Linked DNA regions of Mus musculus: region 2 is linked to region 1. A link is a contact called in public HiCAR-type data. All regions are on one chromosome and are shown on one strand. The core of a region is the stretch at or near the end of the contact, and the rest is flanking DNA. Distances in the headings are between cores, read along the strand shown.

Evidence for each region. HiCAR-type assays count read pairs that join an accessible place to other places.
Region 2: a contact with region 1 is called in a HiCAR-type map of astrocytes, with 3 times the contacts expected there. The contact joins the promoter of Sh3yl1 here to the enhancer-like site in region 1. A contact is called at or near these places in 5 of 39 promoter capture datasets (embryonic stem cells, hippocampal neurons, liver and 1 more), 2 of 484 Hi-C or Micro-C datasets (cerebellar granule neurons and uterus), 9 of 115 datasets of contacts at active chromatin or transcription factors (astrocytes, craniofacial prominence, embryonic forebrain and 4 more) and 1 of 9 other capture datasets (embryonic stem cells).

What each region holds. Positions count from the first base shown.
Region 1 is chr12:30,035,257-30,038,189 of GRCm38.p6, forward strand. No RefSeq gene overlaps it. Among named protein-coding and RNA genes, the nearest start is that of Gm15691, 23 kb to the right of the region's middle. Within about 2 kb of position 1,610, at least 68 of the 459 cell types and tissues checked have an H3K27ac peak or open chromatin away from gene starts, as enhancers often do. A contact at or near this core is called in astrocytes and embryonic forebrain, where this site is marked.
Region 2 is chr12:30,910,305-30,913,004 of GRCm38.p6, forward strand. It overlaps Sh3yl1 (Sh3 domain YSC-like 1), which reads left to right and starts at 1,365. Exons shown (of 10, transcript NM_013709.5): 1 at 1,365-1,923. The coding sequence starts at 1,923. It overlaps Acp1 (acid phosphatase 1, soluble), which reads right to left and starts at 1,308. Exons shown (of 6, transcript NM_021330.4): 1 at 1,186-1,308. The coding sequence starts at 1,228.

The sequences.
Region 1 (2,933 bases), core at 360-2,859:
GTGTGTGTGTGTGTGTGTGTGTGTGTGTGTGTGTTCTAGACTCCTGTCCTCTTCCTATAAAGCCATTACAATTTAATCACAGCTCCACCCTAGTGACCTTATCAAACCACAAACACTTCCCACGGGCCCAATTATTAAATCCCATAGTTGGGTTTTCTTTTTTTTCTCTTCACATCTCACAGAGGGATTAGTTTCAACACAGGAAGACTTGAGAGACCCACACAAATTCCATCCAACTCAAAGCAAGCTGTCATAACCAAGCAACACAGACAGGCAGCTCAAACAACACAGATGTTTTCTCACCATTGAAGGCCAAAGTTAGAGATGAAGATGCTGGCAGCTTCCTGTCTCCTGAGACTCCCTCACTGGCCTGTGAAGGGCATCTTTTCCAGTGTTTTCACGTGATGGTCCCTCTGTATTTTTCTGTGTCCTGACCTCTCTGTAAGGACCCCAGTTGCCTGGATACCAGAGTGACTTCCTTTCAACATAATCACCACTATAAACTCCTACTTCCAAGGACAGTTACACTCTTGGGTGCTGGGTCTGAGATCCCAACTTATGCATTCAGGGCACACTACAGACCTTAAAGATGTACAAGGCTGGAGTAGAGGATGCCAGCCACAGACTGAGTTTGCTTGTCTGTACCTGGAGCAAGAGAAGAGTGCTTTACCTAGAGCAGAGCTCAGGCAACTTTGCCCAGCTGCTCACCAGCCCAGCCTCTGGTCCCAGCTACCCTCCTTACCCCACTACCCACCATGACCCAGTCATGCTTCCCTGCCTTAGCCTCCCTGTTGGCCTATTGTCTCCCTGGCTTAGCATCATTTGTACCAGCTGGCCTCACATGCTGACAGCCAGCTCCAGCTGGGGTCTGCAGTCTTTCTCTGCTGTTCACAGGAAGAATTAGACAAGGATAATAGACTTTGCTTTCCTCAGTTTCCCTACCTGTATCTTTGGGTATGAACAAGGTGATCTAGATTTCCATGTGGGTATACCCAAGTGTCTCTGGCCACAAAGGAACAGTTCAGGGACTTCAGTGACTATCAGCCAGGTTGATGACAGAATGCATGTCCCAGGGACTCATGGATGCCAGGGAGAACATGGTCCCTGATTCATCCTATAACCAGCTGGAGCCTCTGTGGCTTGGGAAGAAACCAGATTGTCTCTTGGGAAATGAGATCTTGCTTGGACCTAGAGTTAGACTTGATCCTCCTGCTGTGTAGAAATGGACATTCCTGTGAGAAACTCCCTGTGCACAGTGACCTAGCCTTGACCTGAGGGCAGAGAAATGCAGTCTTTATTAGTCCAGTGTGTGTGCATTTGTGTGTGTGTGTGTGTGTGTGTGTGTGTATGTGTACATGCACATGAGTATGTGTCTCTCTGTGCTTGTATACAGTGCATGGGGGTACACGGGGGAGTCCTCTTTGGACAGAAAATGCATCTTTAGAGAATGACTCATTGATTTGGGATAACCTCAACACCCGCCTTCTCAGTACAGTGTCCACAAAGGCCACGAAGCGTGGGAAATGTGTAGCTAGGCAGCTTAGGGTGGCCTGGCAGGGCAGCCAGAGCAAAGAGCCAGGGAGGCCCCTGCTCTCTCAAAGCCTATTTCCAACAAAAGACTTTTGTTTTTCTCTCCAAGCCCCTGTGAGCCATGTGGGACTAGAGGGCCAAAGTCTCTGCTGTGGTACTTTCCAGGGAGAGGTGCCAAAGAAGGCTGAGACACTGTGGTCACAGCTGTCCCACAGATGAAGTGGGTACCCCTGAACAATGGGGTGGTAAGCATGGAGGCTGGGTATTAATGAGGCTCCCAGCTAATTTGGGAGGACCTAGCATCCTTTCAGAATATCCTGGTGGAGTTAAGTGAGGCGCTTAGTGAAATGCCTGGCCCAACTAAGGCAGGGAGGCAGAAAAGGCGCTCACACATGCCAGTGGCCTGCCTTTACTTTCCAGGGGAGTCTGTATTCTTGGCTTCCTGTAGTAACCTGGAGCTTTATTTGCCCAGTAGGCAGGATCTGGGGCCAGGGAGGGTTGGCCTTGTTCCATGTCTCTGCAGGGACAAGGCCTGGGATGGTGTCTTCCTAAAACTGATACCTCCTTGAAATGTCAAAAGAGACACTTTAAAGTTTAGGTTCAACTGAAGTGAACAGCTCTGGGCTGCGTTCTGCACCAAACCTTGAAGACGGTAATGGTTTGCCTAGAGGAGAGTGTTTCTCATCATGGGGTTTTCCTTTATGGTCATTCTCTACATGTTTTGATGTCCAGGGACCCCTCTGCCTGTCCCTGAAGCATAGCTTTCCTATGGAGCTTGGCATGGTGGAGACCCTGGGAGATGGGGAGGAGAAATGGCATGATGAGCTGTCTGTCCTGCTGCTCTGCAGATGGACTGTCCTCCTGATAGCTACTCAGCTACTTGGCCTCTCCACAAACACCTCAGTGGAAAGCCTGGTCCTGGGAGGACTGTGCTAATCCATTCCGCGGTTAGCAGAAGAAACTCGAAAAGCCATGTTCATATTGACTCAAATGTGAGGTGTGTTGTTTACTTGAAGGTTTGGAATGTGGTTCCTGGTGGTGTGCTGGTGAACCTCGATTTATGAGGAAAGCTCCCATGGCCATAACTGAATGCTAATAGCTTCTTAGACACAGCTCTGGGCTGTGCGGAGCTCACCCACCAAGGACACTCAGGCTGGCAGCCTCATGGTTTTCTCCACTAGACTTGCTGTTATTGCACAGCTGTACCAGCCTGGCACTCTTTCTGTTGACATTCAGGCTCCTACTAGTGGGAGTGGCCATGCCCAGACCACCAGAGGTCTGCTGAAGTCAAGAGCTGCTGGAAGCTCTGTAAAGCAAGGGCCAGAGTTCCAGAAGAGAAACACTTTTCCAATGTTTACCCAAATCCCCAAGATTACATGGAATGTGGGGGCTAGCCTATCCAT
Region 2 (2,700 bases), core at 115-2,614, 870 kb after region 1:
AGATTATTCATTTAAAAACAAACTGTTTTTCACATGGCATGAGTAATTGTCCTAGGGACTGAAAACCAAGGTTTCAGAGAGACCTAAAGAAAAGAGACTGGCTGAGAACCATAGCAACTGTGACCCAAGGATGACATCAAACAAACCTGTCACAGAATGGTCTTCCTGTAACCTAGGCTCACGTTGGCACAATGGGGAACAGGGGTGGGGGTGGGGGTTTCCGGCAAGAACTCCAGCTGTTCTAATAGAAGGGGCCAGCTTAGAGAGTCACACTACAGATATGAAGCCACCTGGGCCAGTTAGCAGGTGAGAGGGTTCAAAGGAAGAAAAGCAAGTTAGGTGACGGACAAGAGCATGAGGGAATAACAGGGATGATGATTAATCGTCATCGAGACCTTAACTGATTAGAAAAAGACAACTCTCAGGACGTCGGTGATGGCTTATCCCCCGAGGATGTGATCATAAGGGCACTGACCTAGTCAATGGTTTAACCCAGTAGATTCAAAATATGAGGAAATGACTGGAGGTAATGAAAGATACAAGTGTGGCTGAGCAGAAGAAAATACATCCCGATGCGTGCTCTTGGGGCTAACGCTTGTCTTGCTCTCTACTCTCCCCTTCTGTGATTCCCGTCCACAGGAGCAAATAGTCCCTGACTCATGCTCTGGCCACCTTGAAGGACCATGATGCCTTGCCTCACCACAAGCCCAGAATCTACAACCATTCAAAAGGGGCCTGAACCTCTGAAACTGAGTCAAAACAAATCTGTTCTCCCTAAAGTTGTTTTGGTTGGATATTTTTCAGCACAGAGATTTGGAAGTAACTGCCAAAGCAGATGATGGGCGACTCTCAGACTTAAAAGAGGAGGAGCAAGTGAGAGGGGTCTACGGGCTTGAGAGAGAGAACTCGCACAAAGATTTGTGGTTGAAGGGCACTCGGAAGGGTGACATGGGCTTTGGAAGGGCATAATCTGGGACAAAAATTACACAGATCTCGGGCTCAGAGGAGTACCAGATGATGGGGGATGCATATGAAAAAGGCAGACAAACGAGTATGTGCTCAGACGCGGGCCCAGCCAAGGCCTTCTGATCTGCTTCCTCCGCCCAGCGCTCTTGTTCGGAAGCCTAACAGGGAGAGCACTTCAGGGTCCCAAAGAAAAAGACCCTTAAGTCGGCGAGTCCTTACCGAGACACACGAACAGCACTGACTTGGACCCAACCTCTGCCATGTTTCGGTGCAGACCCTGGCGCCCAGAAACCGCGTCGGGACGAGGCGCATGCGCACTGCCAGGGTTCTGACCGTGGACATGCGCAGTCCGCCGCCCCACGTTCGTACGCGGCCAGAGGCGGGGCCAGAAGTCGCCTAGAGGGCGGGGCTTAGGCGTTCGGGTTGGCAGCCCGGGCTAGCGTTCACTCTGAGCTCTGCCCAGGTCGCACGTCTAAGGAGTGAGGGCGGGGTGAACGCGGGGCGACCCCCAGAGCAGCTTGGGTGGCACGGTGTTGAGCAGGGAGGATTAGGATGTGCCAGGGCAGCCAATGAACTCAAGGATAGCGGCTTGCAGAGCCTCCTAGGGTGGCTCCTCCGATCGGAGCTACCCGCCCTTCCAAGCTAAGTTACCCCTTTGGACCACCGACCCCAGGCCGGGCCACGGTACTTAGCAGTGGGTTTCCCCGATTAAGAAGAGGGGGTGATTTACAAGGCTTCAAAGGAATGAGGCGGGTGGACGCAGATGAGCTACGTTCTGAGCAAGGGTATAGGACCAGTGATCGCTTTGGCAAAAACAGGGCATACACCTATTCCCTTACCTGGGTCAGGTGTGCGCCCGCTGGGCGGGTCCCGTCAGGGAGGCGGACCAAGGAGAACGCTTTCCTCTTCCTGGACTGGAGTGAGGAGCTCGGGTACCGAGAGGAGCGGCAGGCACCAGTGAGTAAGGGTCTGAGCGGCTGGGGCGTGTCGGCACCGCGGCAACTCTTCCTCTTGCGATGGGCGTTGTGAAAGAGGAGAGAAAACAGTCAAGTCCCTGGGTTTGTCTGGGCGCATCCACCAAGATCATACTGCACGGATCCTTTTGTAAATCCTCAGAACTCAAGATTAGTTTTCTACACTCCTGGCTAAAGGTTTTGGTTGATTGTTAACCACAGTCGTTCCGCTTCATTGCAGAAAAAAAATTTTTTTTCCTCCAGCATTTCCAGTTTTGAAGACAGACTTTCATTTTGTTATTTTTCCCCTAATATCTGATGTTTTACCATCTTCTGGTTTCAAATTGTTTTGAGAATTGGCATCCTGTGTACTTGACACAGATGAAGGAGGTGCAGATTGGGGGTTGTGTAGGGCCTTTGTGGGAATGTGATCTCTGGGAAAGGATAGTCCCTAGGGGAGGGGCTCACATGCGTTTGGGACTTCCAGAGGTAGAGGTGTCAGGACTTTGACACAGTGTCTTTGGTTCTGCGATACTTTACAAAGGGGTGGTGTGGAGGGTAATTTGATTGCTGCATCTCTAGTATATAGTGCCTGTATGGTTTTTTTTGTTTGGTTTGGTTATTGTTTTGTTTTGTTTGTTTTGTTTTCTTTTAGTGCTCTGAACAATAGGAATAGGTAACAATAGGAAGCAGGTTTCTCCCCTGGCAAAATGTGCCGGCTTCTTTTCAACAGATGTTACTACTGCCCTGCCAAGGCAGACCAGGGAAGAAAGACTTGAAG